Regions from separate parts of the Mus musculus genome. Here all the other regions are linked to region 3. A link is a contact called in public ChIA-PET and HiChIP or PLAC-seq data. All regions are on one chromosome and are shown on one strand. Each heading gives the region's core, a stretch centred on a gene start, on an enhancer-like site or on the middle of the called end of the contact. The rest is flanking DNA. Distances are from core to core; before and after follow the strand shown. Region 1 overlaps Gm34213 (a long non-coding RNA gene). Region 2 holds the start of Smu1 (smu-1 suppressor of mec-8 and unc-52 homolog (C. elegans)). Region 3 overlaps Gm34289 (a long non-coding RNA gene).

Region 1 (4,558 bases), core at 364-2,863, 100 kb before region 3:
AACCAAAGAAAAGGCAGGAACGCAAATCCACCAAGATAGTACTTCCGGCACAGGTTCAACTTCTCCTCATTGGATACCCGCTCCAAGTTCATAGTTGCGCTGGAGCCCGGTGGTCCTAAGGGTCTGCAGAGCAAGACCCAAATGACAGGCGCAAGATCACGAGCAACCACGCCCCAGTGCGGTTTATCCCTTCTGCCTGGATTCCTTTGCGGGAGATTTGCGGGAGATGCCGCAGTTTTCAGTGGAGTTTGTTGTCGATTTTGTTTTTCTTCTCCTGCCCAGCCCCCCCACCCCCTCCGCTCCCCAGTGCCTATTCTTGGAGTTTGGTCCCTTCTATCTCTTTCTGCTAGTCCTATTTGTACCCTCTGATTACCTTCCTCCCATCGTCTGCCTTCCAGGAGGCTCTTGCTTCCGAAGGAACCTAACCAGTCACTATGCACCACTGCTTGCCTGTGAGCTGCAGCACTGAGAGCGGCTGAACTGGGAATTCCAGGGTGTGCTGTTAGGAGCTCTCATCATTCCTGAGAGTCAGGTGGTGGGGGTGCAGGCCTTTAATCCCAGTGCTCAGGAGTCAGAGGCAGGCAGGTCTCTGGGAGTTTGAGGCCAACCTGGTCTTGTGCTGTGAGTTCTAGGATAGCCAGGGCAACTGTCTGAAAAATTAAAAATGAAATAAGTTTTCTGAGGATCAAATGAATTATTATTACATGTAAAACATGTTAACCATATCTGGCACATCTAGCACTGAAAAAGAATGTGCCATAGTTATCATTTAAAGCTGTGGAGATAGCTCAGCACTTACAAGCACCCGTGGCTCTTCCAGAGGACCCAGGTGTGATTGCCAGCTCCCACATAGCAACTCGCAACCATCTGTAACCATCAGGCCTCAGGAGATCTGATGCCTCCGACCTCCTGGGCACCTACATTCATATCCACATGTCTAAGGGTTTTTGGTGCTATGAAGAGACACCATGACCATGGCAAACCTTATAAAGGAAAATATTTAATTGGGGCTGGCTTACAGGTTCGGAAGTTTAGTGTATTATTTGTCATAGCAGGAAGCATGCCAGCATGTGGACAGACATGGTGCTGGAGAGGTAGCTGAGAGTTCTACATCTGGATTAGCAGGCAGCAGCAAGAGACTGTGAGTCATGAGCCCAGCTTGAGCTTCTGAACCCTCAAAGCCCATCCCCCCGGGCACACTTCCTCCAACAAGACCACGCCTCCTAATCTTTTCAAATAAAGTCACACTCCCTATGAACATGTGAGAGCCATTTTCATTCAATTAACACACACCTGTACGTGGTTTTAAGACATAATTGTTTTCAATTTTTAAGATGCTGTCAAAGTCTTCCTGCAGTTTCTATTTCTTCTTCTTTTTTTTTGTTCGTTTGTTTGTTTTACGAGACAGGGTTTCTCTGTGTAGCCCTGACTGTCCTGGAACTCACTCTGTAGACCAGGCTGGCCTCGAACTCAGAAATCCACCTGCCTCTGCCTCCCAAGTGCTGGGATTAAAGGCATGTGCCACCACTGCCCGGCCTCAGTTTCTATTTCTTAACACAAAGAGGAAATGAGCACTGTAGGTTCAAACGAGGTCTAAACTGGTCAGTCTGGAGTAAGGGAACACTGTCCTTGTTAACAATCCCAGCTCTCACCAATGAGCTTGCACGCTGTTCCTGTGTCTGCAGGTGGTGGCTGGTTGGTCATCCCATGACCTTCTCCCTTGTCTTAGCCCCCCCTCCCCCAAAACACAATGTGTGGCCCACTGGCCCACTCAGCCTCTGTGATACTAAAGCCACATGAAAAGGTTCTTGCCACAGGCTGGGACTGGAATGTGAGGGTTGTTACCCCACCACTGACTTGCTGGCATTTGTGGCTTCCTGAGGCTTCCCTCTGCTATCCTTTGATCTGGGATCTGAACAAACAAAACCAGGGCACCCGAGCACAGCAGCTTCCTGTACTTTCTCTACAGGGATTTCCCAGAGCTGTCTTTTAAATGGCATCTTTGGCCCTCCTTTCCCAAATTATTTTCTTACAATCTCAAGGAGCTCTGGGGCACAAAATTAGTTCTCAGTCTACACATTTCAGATTTCTCCTTTTCCTTTGGCTAGATGAGGGGAGATTCTGCCCTCATTCCCACTATCCTGCCCAAAGTCTCCGTTTCTCCAATTGCCATGGTAGGTTTGGGGAAGTCCTCTGGCAAGCTCATTGTCAGCAGCAGTGGGGAGACACATAGTCCACGCCTATTGAGTTCTTCTGCAGCCTCAACTCAAATGAAACTGGGTTGGTTTTTTATGTGTTTTGTAAAGACTAGGATGTGTTTTGTAGAGTCAGGGATATGTTTTGTAGAGCGAGGAATGGTGCGGTGGGAGAGGATACCTCAGCAGGCCCATGGGTCTAGTATAGAATAGAGATTATTTGGGGACATGGGAAGGGGAGTTGAGAAGGGAGTAGAGGCAGAGAGAGGGAGGAGACAGAGAAGGAGAGGAGACAAAGGAGAGGGAGAAGGGGAGAGGGAGGGAGGGGGAAGAGAGAAGGTGTGGGAGGTAAGAGAGAAAAGAGAGTCAGAGAATCAGAGGGAGTGAAGGGAAGCCAAACTGTCCCTTTTATAGTGAGTCAGGCCTACCTGGCTGTTGCTAGGTAACTGTTGGGCAGAGCGTAGAAGGAATGCCAACAGTTTTGGTTGAGTTTTATTTTGTTGGATTGTTTTTGTTTGTTGGGTGGTTTGGTTTTTTACCGTAGAGATTTTCAGAATGAGTCAGTATGAAGCAAAGTTGGATTTATTAAAAAGAGATAAAAAATTAGGACAGTATGGACTTAAATCTGAAGTACAGGCAGAAAAAGAGATGGGGAGGGGGCTTGAGTCTCTCAAGCATAGCTAATACATGTGTCTTGTGGCTTTTTCCTTTATTGGAAACACCATCGTGTGTATCTCAGGCTGGACTCAAAATGCTATGGAACCACAGATAATGTTAAACTCCTCATCCCCCAGCCTCACCCTCCTCCTGAGTGCCGGAACTACAGAGAAGCTCTCCCACCCCGGGGCAGGCAGTGCTTGGGACTGAACCCAGACTGCATGCTAGGCAAGCCCTCTGGCAACTGAGCTGGATCCCCGGTCCAGTCTTGTAGCGTTTCAAGTTACATTTTTCTTTTTTTTTTTTTTTCTTTTCTTTTTAAAAAAGATTTATTTATTTATTTAATGTATATGAGTACACTGTAGCTGTACTAATGGTTCTGAGCCATCATGTGGTTGGGAATTTGAATTCAGGACCTCTGCTCACTCCGGTCAGCCCCACTCACTCTGGCCCAAAGATTTATTTATTATTATACATAAGTACACGGTAGCTGTCTTGAGACACACCAGAAGAGGGCGCCAGATCTCATTAGAGACCAGTCGCGCTCTTACCTGCTGAGCCATCGTTCCAGCCCCAAGTTACATTTTTCAAAGGATGTAATTTATAAGCAGGTTCAAAGATTAGGTAAAGCTTAAAATTTTAAGTGCCAAAGTGATGGCTCAGCTGGCAAAGATGCTTGCCACTTTCCTGACAATACTACTTCTATGCTTTGGGCTCACATGATGGAAGAAGGGAGGCTCCAGAGAGTTGCTCTCTGACCTCTGTGAGTACATGCACACACACACACACACACACACACACACACACACACACAAATACAAATTTCAGAAAATATTGAATTGCTGGGTGGGGGTGGGGGTGCATGCCTTTAATCCCAGCGCTCAGGAAGGCAGAGGCAGGAGGATGTCTGAAAGTCAGAGGCCAGCCTGGTCTACAGCATGAGTTGCAGGACAGCCAGAGCTACACAGAAACCCTGTCTTAAAAAATCAAAAAGAAGAGGAAAGAGAAAGGGGGCTAGGGGTGAGGTCGAGGAAGAGGAAGATGAAGAGGGAAGAAGGAAGAAGAAAAGGAGAAGGAGGAAGAGGAGGAGAAAATGTTTAAACACATTTTCTTATTTTTATTTTTTATTTTTTGTTTTTTTGAGACAGGGTTTCTCTGTGTAGCCCGGGCTGTCCTGGAACTCACTTTGTAGACCAGGCTGGCCTCAAACTCAGAAATCTGCCTGCCTCTGCCTCCCAAGTGCTGGGATTAAAGGCATGAGCCACCACGCCCGGTTTAGATACATTTTAAAATGTGCTAAGAGGAGAGAGCTGAGGAGGTGATGCTAATGATAAAATCTGACCATGCACTTACTCGTGGCATCTGCAGCCCATTTAGACCTCTCATCTATAAGACAAACTTGAAACAGAGTGTCTTGCCTGCTGTGCACAAGGAGCTGTATCGCCTATTACAGAATCAGTCTGCATGAGCTCCTGCTAGGTCCAATGAGCCAGCCGAAGACAAAGACATTAAAAGAGAAATTTGACACAGTCTCTGGATGACACCAGTACCCTGGCTTACCATGCTTCCAAAGCTTTGTGGCTACATAAAAATTAAAAAAAAAAAAAAAAAAAAAGTATGAGCCAAATAGAGCACGGTAGTCCGAGGTTATAATGCCAGAATTTGAGAGGTTGAGATTGAAGGATTACAGCAAGTTCAAGGCTAGC
Region 2 (4,530 bases), core at 535-3,034, 120 kb before region 3:
GAAACCCTGCCTCAAAAAAACAAAATTAACAAATTGAGTCATCTAAAATGCTATAAAAAAATCTGGTCTGTTAAAAAATTGAGTTCTAGCATTCTGGAGGCAGAGAAAGAAAGGAAGGTGAATCTCTCTGAGTTTGAGGCCAGCCTGGTCTACAGAGTGAGTTCCAGGACAGCCAGGACCCTGTCTTAAAACAATAACAACAACAATAATAATAACAATAATAATATGAACATGCAGTTATTCCTCATATAGAAGGGTATTCAAGACTCAAAGATTGGTCGTTAAGGCTATTATTAGACCTCAGGGTAAAATATCCTTTGCAGTTCCTGTCCCGACTAACATTATCCAACACGTTTTGTCGCTGTTTTATTTTTCTACACAGGGACCATCTGTTACTGCGTCATATTTTATTTACTGTTTTTGTCTACTGTCTGCCTCCCGCAATCAAAGCATATATTCATTTAAAGACGATTTATAAAGCTGGGGGTTGGCACACGTCTTTAATTCCAGCACTCCGGAGGCAGAGGCAGGTGAATCTGAGTCTGAGACTCACCTGGTCTACAGAGTGAGTTCCAGGACAGCTACGGCTTCACAGAAAACCTTGTCTCAGAAGCAAAACCCAGGAAAAAAACGACTTACATATAACTGAGTTAAAAATATGTATCTCACCGGGCGTGGTGGTGCACGCCTTTAATCCCAGCACTTGGGAGGCAGAGGCAGGCAGATTTCTGAGTTCGAGGCCAGCCTGGTCTACAAAGTGAGTTCCAGGACAGCCAGAGCTATACAGAGAAACCCTGTCTCGGAAAAAAAAAAAAAAAAAAATATATATATATATATATATATATATATATATATATATATATATATCGCTATGAAGAGGCTCAGGCTGGACTCCAGGCCTTCCTACTTGCCCATTTAATACTGCGATCATAGACGTGCATACTTCACATCCAGCTTCAGTCTTAAAAATACATAGCAGGTTTCAGACTCCGCCGACTTAATTAATAAACCTTGCTTTTCTGCAGATCTTCAGAACATGCGTATCTCTCCCCTCCACTCAGAACACAGCTGTTTGCTAATTTCATAATTTAATTTTACTTTTCAAAAAATAAAAGGCGGTGGGTGGAGTCCTGGGGAGTCCAAGCAAGACTCTTCAGTCACTCACTCCCCGCCCACCTGGCTCCTCGTCGCCGTCCCCGCCTTCACTAAGTCTCATTCTTCTGACTCAATCAATATTCAAATTCTGTGTCCACAAAGAGGTTCTCTCTCTCTGCAAATTGCAAACCAAATCAATACACCACACTGGATCTAATCAGATAGGAGAAGCAGCAGAGTCTTTGGGGTAACTAGTGCTTGGACCAGAAGGAAGAGCTGAGGGACTGGCGGACACCCGGGCAGCGCCGAGGGCGGTGTGGCTAGCAGAGGAAACCACAGTAGTCAGGTCTACTCGGTGTGCCCCAGCACAGCCCGACGCCGGGGCCCAGGGGCTCCAGACGGCCCGCCCCACGGCTGCTCTCTCGCGGGCCCATCTAAAGAGGGAGCCAACCCGGAAAGTGCTTCGAGGCCGCAACCTCCGGCGCGCAGCTCCCCCTCCAACGTCCTCCGACCACCCTCCACTCCACCCCACGCCACGCCGCGAACACGCCACGCCGCGAACACGCCACGGCAGGACTCACTCGGAAGACTCGATTTCGATCGACATAGCGGTAACGCTCCGGGTCCAGGCCCCACTCAGCACACAGCCGGTCGCACAACGCCGCGCGACACTTCCGGCGGCCGCGCTGCGACACTTCCGCTCCGTTAGGGTCTAAAGGGCGAAGGAAGAACACGCCCAGGTGGGCGGGGCGTGAGGGGCGGGGCCTCGCGAAAGCGTGGCAGGACTACGAATGCCCATCGGTTTCGCGAACGTACACACAGGTGGAGTCTTTCTACAGCCTTGGCTGTCCCGCCCTCCTCTGCCTCCCTAATGCTAGGATTAAAAGTGTGCGCTATCGCGCTCAGATCCAGCTAAGAATTAAGTTGGAAAAAGCTGCGGTTACGGAGAAAGAAATGTAACCAAATGCGAAGTTATAACAGATCTGAGACTCCTTTCAATATAGAGTTTAAATCATACCTTACTGGTATGGCATGACAGAGCTGAGGACATAGCTCAGTGATCAGAGTGTTTACCTAGCAAGTCAGACGCCCTGGTTCAATCCCCACTAATAAAAAACCATACATAAATATTGATGAATTTTATAAATAAAGGCTAGGGAAAAGGTGGGATGGACATGCAGCTTATAGCTGGCTTCAAACTAATTATATAGTTGAAGATGCCCCTACTTTCCAAGGGCTAGAATTACAGATGGCATCACAGTGCTTATCTCCAATAAGAGCTATTTTAAAATTCTATTGACAAAGTACATATATATGTATACACTTATATATATATACATATTCATACATATACATATACATATATATACACACACACAACACAGTGGCATGTCTATCTTGTGAAATTACATATTGAGATAGTTTAGGGATTTCTAATGGCTCTTGTCTACCTTCCACACAATTTCTTTACAGTCTCCTTTTTTCCCCCCAGTGCTAGGTATCAAAACCAGAGCCTTTCAATATAGCCGCTCATATGCTGTTTATGTTTTCATTTTTACTTGATTTTTGTTTGTTTGTTTTGTTGTATTGTGTTTGGTTTTTGACACAGGATTTCTCTTTGTAGCCCTGACTGTCCTGGAACTTGTTCTGTAAGCCAGGCTGGCCTTGCTGCCTGCCTCTATTCCTGAGTGCTGGGACTAAAGGAGGGAAATTTTTAAAAAGAGTCGTTTGAAACTAAGTAGAGAAAATGACATATGCTACTGTTACAATGAATGGGATCTTCTAAGGTGCTTGGATTAAAGAGGTGTATCACCATGCCCAGCTCTTTCACGTTTCAAATCACCTATTTCCCATCAACTCTAAAGAACACAGTCTCAGCCAAGCAGTGGTGGCACACCCCTTTAATTCCAGCACGGTGGAGGCAGAGGCTGGAAGCTCTGTGAGTTCAAGGCCAGCCTGGTCTACAAAGTGAGTTTCAGGACAGCCAGAGAAACCCTATCTCAATAATAAGTATAATGACTTCTGAGATAGTCTCATTCAGAGCACAGCATAGGAATTTATTTCTTTCTTCTTTTCTCTCTCTCTCTCTCTTTCTTTCTCTCTCTCTCTCTCTCTCTCTCTCTCTCTCTCTCTCTCTCTCTCTCTCTCCCTTCCTTCCTTCCTTCCTTCCTTCCTATCTTTCTTCCTTTGTTTCTTTCCTTTGTTTGTTTGTTTGTTTTCTGAGATTGTGTTTCTGTGTCTCCATGGCTGTCCTGGGATGAGCTGATTCTCCCCTTCCATCACTTGGAAGAATATTGAAGGGAAGATTACAAAATATTGGGAGGTCCCTGAGTCAAGTACTGCTGAGAACATACTGCAGAAATCCCTATGAGAAATGGTTCCAACAGGCAGGCTAGATAGTGCAGGCCCCTAATGCCAGGTACTCAGGAAATAAGGTTAGAAGATCACAAATTCAAAGCCTTCTCAGGCTACAAGGAATTCAAGGGCAACTTAGTGAATGCCTATCTAAAACTAAAAGGTGGGAGGAGGAATGACGATGTAGCTCAGTGGTAGAACTTGCACAGCATGTACAAGGTTATGGGGTAAATCCTCAGTACTTACTACAGAAAACAAGTAATTCCAAACAAATATTCATATTCTCTTAACTTTTTGCTTACTTTAACCTTAGAAGGATCTTTTGGAAACGAAATCTCTGGGATAACATTGTAAGAGTCTCTCTGGAATAAGCATTCCGACACCAGTGAGAGTGGAACACACATTCACCAAAGCCAGGATAGATCCTCAAAGATGCAGAGCCAGCTGCACATTTATTTTATACTCTAAAACCACAAGGTGGGCAAGCCAGCAGGTTAGCAAACAGAAGCAAACAGGAAGTTAGCTAGGGGAGCTTTGGTTTTTAAAAGTGTTTCAGTTGACTGGTGTAATCTTTTGTGGTCAGGTTGCAAAGGACAACGACCTATTGTTTGTCTTTCTACCTTATTCTACTTCACTCCCTCTTTTTTTTTCCGGTTTTTCGAGACAGGGTTTCTCTGTGTAGCCCTGGCTGTCCTGGAACTCACTCTATAGACCAGGCTGGCCCCAACCTCAAAAATCCACCTGCCTCTGACTCCCAATGCTGCGATTAAAGGTGTGTGCCACCATGCCCAGCTCACTCTCTCTTCTTATGAATCTGTCTTGAAGAAACAGGTTGGCACTCCTAGAATATCATCAGTAGGTTTATTACTCTCATTCTAGTTTTGGTGAACCTGGACAGGGTCTTCAAGATGCAAAGCCTGAACGTTGTCATTTTAAGAGGCCCCATTAAAAGAGCCAGCCAGGGTGCCCATGTTGTCCAAATTGTATTCCAGTGGCTCCCCTTTTGTACCTCTAGCCTTAGTCCTCTTCAATAAGTTTTCGGCATTCTCCTGTGCTATTTTTGACTGATTAGTATAGTAG
Region 3 (4,255 bases), core at 317-2,816:
TAGACATCCACCTGCCTCTGCCTCTCAAGTGCTGGGATTAAAGGCGTGTGCCACCACACCACTCCAGGCCAATAGTGGCACCTATTTTTAATCCTAGCCTGTAGGAGACAAAGGCAGGCAGATTTCTGTAACTTCAAAGCTAGCCTGGTCTACATATGGAGATCTAGGCCAGCCAGGACTGCATAGTGAAACTCTGTCTTAGGAAGAGAAAGGAGAGAGAGAGAGAGAAAGAGAGAGAGAGAGAGAGAGAGAGAGAGAGAGAGAGAGAGAGAGAGAGAAAGGGAAGGGGTAAGAAGGGAAGGAAGAAGGGAGGGAGGAAGAGGTGGGCTGAAAAGATGGCACAATGGGTAAAACGCTTGCTTCATGAGCACAGCGCTTGTCTCCAGCTGGGGCATGGCATGTGTGTGTAACCTCAGAGCTGAAAGGCATGAGGTGGAGGCAAGATGGCCCCTTAGGGTTTTCTAGCCAGCCAGTGAGCCCAAAAGGCAAGCTCCAGGTTCAGTAAGAGACCCTGTCTCAAAAACCACAGTGGAGAACAATAGATGAAGGCATCACACGCACGCACGCACGCACGCACGCACGCACGCACGCACGCACGCACCGTCACAGGAACACCATCCTCAGAGTCTGCTGGACAAACACCCGGTGGGTGTGAAGCCAGACCTTGAAGCATCTGTGCAGCTATGCAGCCCTGCAGCTGTGAGTCTGTCCTGTGGAAGAACAAGCGAGGTTTCACAGAGTTCCGACTTGTCAGTAAACACACTGTCACGTACCCCACAGGATACCATCTGTCTCTCATACGCAGAAAACCACACGCACCTGTGAGAAGGCGGGTGCCATCTGTGCTGGAGCACAGAGACTGCGTTATGAAAGTTTAGAAACAGATTAGAGCAATTTCACTTGGAGGAGTTAGGGAGGTTTCGTGGGGACAGGTGATATTAGACTGGCTTTGGAGCAGGGTGTTGTTTCCCTATACACACAATGCTTTATTTTTTATTTTTATATTTTTACTGTCTTTCATTTGATTTTTATTTATTACTTTCAATTTGTTGGCCACATTTACTTATTTACACGCATGTGTGTACAAGTGTGGGCCTGCATAACACAATGCAGATGCTGAACTCAGAAGGCAACTGTGGGAATCGTTCTGTTTTCCTACCTTGTGAGTTCTAGAGATGGAACTCAAGTTGTCCAGCTTGGCATTCAGTGCCTTTACCCGCGCACCCATTTTAAACGTCCCCCTCCCAACTTTTTAAAAAAATCTACTTATTTTGCTGTGCTGGTAGTGGACCCTGGGACCTCACGAATGCTATCAAGTGTTCTTATAGCTAAGCTACGCTCACATGCACTCCCAATCTCACACCCATGGCAAACTGCAGAGGGAACCCTTTTCTTTTTCACTTGAGGTCACGTTCATGGGATTCTTTTTCCATATAACTCTCCAGTCAGACTATCAGAGACATCGTATGAGAAGAAAATCAATCTGCTATCCTAACACCTTAGGAGGTGTGTACAACCGAGACGTGTAGGAGATGTGAAAGATATGAGGAAGAAAGGGGTGGGAGGAGCCATGACGGTGGGGGCGGGGTGGAAGTGCTGATTGGAGTAACGAAGAATGTGGGCTGATGACTCTGGAAGGTTTGTGGATGGGGAACAGTGGGTGATGTGGCTAAGAAAGGGCGCTAAGGAGTTATCTGGAATCACATTTTTTGTTAAGGCTGAGGAATTTGGCCTCAGCCTGTGGGGAGAGAGAGGGGGGCTAACACAGCTGTGTTCAGGAAGCCATTCTGGCAATGGCATGTGGCACAGGCTGGACAACCAGCCAGACAACTGTCTCAGGCAACAAGGGACAAAGCCTGTGAGCAACTGCAGCCCTTGACAAAAACATCTGTTGAGCATTCGTCCCACCGCTTCAGTCAGAGCGGTCTTCTGACGGCCTCACAGTCTTGGCACTGTAGCTTCCTTGACAGCACAGGCTGTTTGCTGACTCTCCTGGGGCCTCCGGGCTGACATGATTCTTGGCAAGTGTTCATTATATATCAGCGAAATTGCTGACTAGGGCAGTGAAGGAAAAGGGCCGTGGGTGTACAGAGATCGGCGCAAATGTCTGGGATGGCATCCTGACTGGCAAAGACTTCTCCCCAGGCCTGAGTCTTGGTGTGACCATCGTGTGTATGGGGAAACACATGTGTGTGAAGGAGATATATGCGTCTTGATCTGGCTGCTTTTGAGTTGCCATCCTTCCGTATGGGTCAGAGAAGCACATCCCAGAGCTTTTTGAGTTTTTGGAGAGGCGGTTGTCTAATGGGAGACTGCACTGTGGACCGTCCTTGGTGCCTTAGGAAGTATGCTAAAAGCTCTTTCTGAGTTGCAACAGACAGAAAGCCAAACTGAGCTGGGGAGGGGGCGGGACTGGCTGTGTATTGTTTCCTGAGATAACATTTCTGGATAGCTACAATCAGAGATTCTAGCAGGGTCCTGCTCTCTTCCTTCTGTGAATGTCTCCTTCCCTCCACACTTCAGGCTTCTTGCAATGGCTTCACTGTGGGGCTGGAAACATGGCTGCCAGGAGCCTGGGCTTCCCATCAGAAATAAAGGGACAGAGGTAATTTCTCCCAGGAAAATCCAAAGATTAGGTGGAAGAGCCTATGGGAAGAGGTTGATCTGGCTTCTCCACAGCAACCAGGAATTAAAAACATCACCACCCAGCATCAAGCTCACTGGGATACCCAAAACAGAGCATTTCATTTTGAGATCATCTTTCTTCTCTCTTAACATAGACTGGAGAGTGACAAAGCTGGGGGTGGGGTGGACAATTAGGCCCCATCTTCATCTATTAAAAATGTAAGCAGCCAGTGGTATAATAGCCATTCTGGCAGCGATGCAGAAACGGTTGCTTCTAAACAGCTGGTGTCAGGACAGCGCGCATGCAACCTGTGAAAAACAAGTTATTTGGTGGAGGAGGTCAAGGGCTGAGAAGAGCTTCCTTTACTTTTGACTCAATAATCCCAGTCTTGAGAAACAGTGGAGAGTTCCAAACTAAACCCAGCTAGTACAGTGTGCAGGAGATTCTTGTACAACAGTGTTCCTCAGGTGAAAAATAAATAAAAATTAAAAATTAAAAAAAAAGAAGCTACACTTAAAATAGAAGCAATGAGAAAAACAGGGTTGCAATACTATTACCAGACAAGGTTAACACACACACACACACACACACACACACACATACACACACACACACACACGACCTAGAAAAGACAAAAAGACTTCATGATGAAAAAGGGTGAATGCTAAATGAAGTTCTGTCATAAATATCTATGCATGAAAAATATAGCATAAACTGACAATGACAGGAAAGGCAGGGAGTCGAGACCAGAAACACAACTGGGCATAGGAAGTTTATTTTCGTTGTATTTAGTTGTGTGTGTGTGTGTGTATGTGTGTGTGTCCCTGTGAGAGCAGGTGCCATGGAAGCCAGAGAGGTCAGACAGATTGTAGGCCACCCAGCCTGCACTAAGAATTGAACCTCGATCCTCCAGAACCAGGATCCTCTGGAGAGCGTTCACACTCTTAACTGCTGAGCCCCGTCTCTCCAACCCCAGAACTAGGGAGTTGTTTTGTTTTGTTGTTGTTGTTTTGGGGTTTTTGGGTTTTTTTGTTTTGTTTTGTTTTGTTTTTTTGTTTTGTTTTGTTTTTTCGAGACAGGGTTTCTCTGTATAGCCCTGGATGTCCTAGAACTCACTCTGTAGACCAGGCTGGCCTCAAACTCAGAAATCCGCCTGTCTCTGCCTCCCAAATGCTGGGATTAAAGGCGTGTGCCACCATGCCCGGCTGTTTTGTTGGTTTTTTGAGACAGGTTTCTTTGTATAACAGAACCCTGGCTGTCCTGGACTCACTTTGTAGACCAGAGATCCACCTGCTTCCAGAGTGCTGGGATTAAAGCCGTAGGAGGTTTTTTGGTGTGGTTTGATTTTTTTTTTTTTTTCCGAGACAGGGTTTCTCTGTGTAGCTCTGATTGTCCTGTAACTCTGTATAGACCAGGCTGGTCTCAAATTCAGAGATCACCCTGCTTCTGCCCCCAAGTGTTGGGAACAAAAGTGTGTGCCACCACAGCCTAACAGTAGGTAATTTTAATTCAACTCTCTCAGCCTATGATTGATTAATAAATCAGACAATAAAAGCAAGCATAGGGCTGGAAAGATGGCTCCGCCGGTAAGAGCACTAACCGCTCTTCCGAAGGTCCTGAGTTCAAATC

The links. ChIA-PET counts read pairs in DNA pulled down with a chosen protein or histone mark. HiChIP or PLAC-seq counts read pairs in DNA pulled down with a chosen protein or histone mark.
Region 1: a contact with region 3 is called in an RNA polymerase II ChIA-PET map of memory CD8 T cells, with 5 times the contacts expected there. The contact joins two enhancer-like sites. A contact is called at or near these places in 14 of 39 promoter capture datasets (the 3T3-L1 cell line, the C10 cell line, the HPC-7 cell line and 9 more), 2 of 15 datasets of contacts at CTCF or cohesin (embryonic stem cells and pro-B cells), 19 of 484 Hi-C or Micro-C datasets (CD4 T cells, CD8 T cells, the HL-1 cell line and 9 more), 22 of 115 datasets of contacts at active chromatin or transcription factors (CD8 T cells, the HPC-7 cell line, acute myeloid leukemia and 14 more) and 1 of 9 other capture datasets (embryonic stem cells).
Region 2: a contact with region 3 is called in an H3K27ac HiChIP or PLAC-seq map of regulatory T cell precursor, with 5 times the contacts expected there. The contact joins the promoter of Smu1 here to the enhancer-like site in region 3. A contact is called at or near these places in 14 of 39 promoter capture datasets (the 3T3-L1 cell line, the C10 cell line, the HPC-7 cell line and 9 more), 1 of 484 Hi-C or Micro-C datasets (bone marrow-derived macrophages), 12 of 115 datasets of contacts at active chromatin or transcription factors (the SCID.adh cell line, bone marrow-derived macrophages, double positive thymocytes and 7 more) and 3 of 9 other capture datasets (adipose tissue, liver and pancreatic islet).

The regions. Positions count from the first base shown.
Region 1 is chr4:40,775,473-40,780,030 of GRCm38.p6, forward strand. Gm34213 (a long non-coding RNA gene) reads left to right here. Exons shown (of 3, transcript XR_390479.3): 3 at 1,056-1,304. It also overlaps the pseudogene Psenen-ps. Among named protein-coding and RNA genes, the nearest start is that of Gm34213, 4.8 kb to the left of the region's middle. Within about 2 kb of position 1,614, at least 65 of the 459 cell types and tissues checked have an H3K27ac peak or open chromatin away from gene starts, as enhancers often do. A contact at or near this core is called in CD8 T cells, bone marrow-derived macrophages, memory CD8 T cells and 1 more, where this site is marked.
Region 2 is chr4:40,756,101-40,760,630 of GRCm38.p6, forward strand. Smu1 (smu-1 suppressor of mec-8 and unc-52 homolog (C. elegans)) reads right to left here and starts at 1,785. Exons shown (of 12, transcript NM_021535.4): 1 at 1,677-1,785. The coding sequence starts at 1,702.
Region 3 is chr4:40,875,320-40,879,574 of GRCm38.p6, forward strand. All of the region lies in intron 1 of Gm34289 (a long non-coding RNA gene), which reads left to right. Among named protein-coding and RNA genes, the nearest start is that of Gm34289, 5.0 kb to the left of the region's middle. Within about 2 kb of position 1,567, at least 208 of the 459 cell types and tissues checked have an H3K27ac peak or open chromatin away from gene starts, as enhancers often do. A contact at or near this core is called in CD8 T cells, the HPC-7 cell line, the SCID.adh cell line and 11 more, where this site is marked.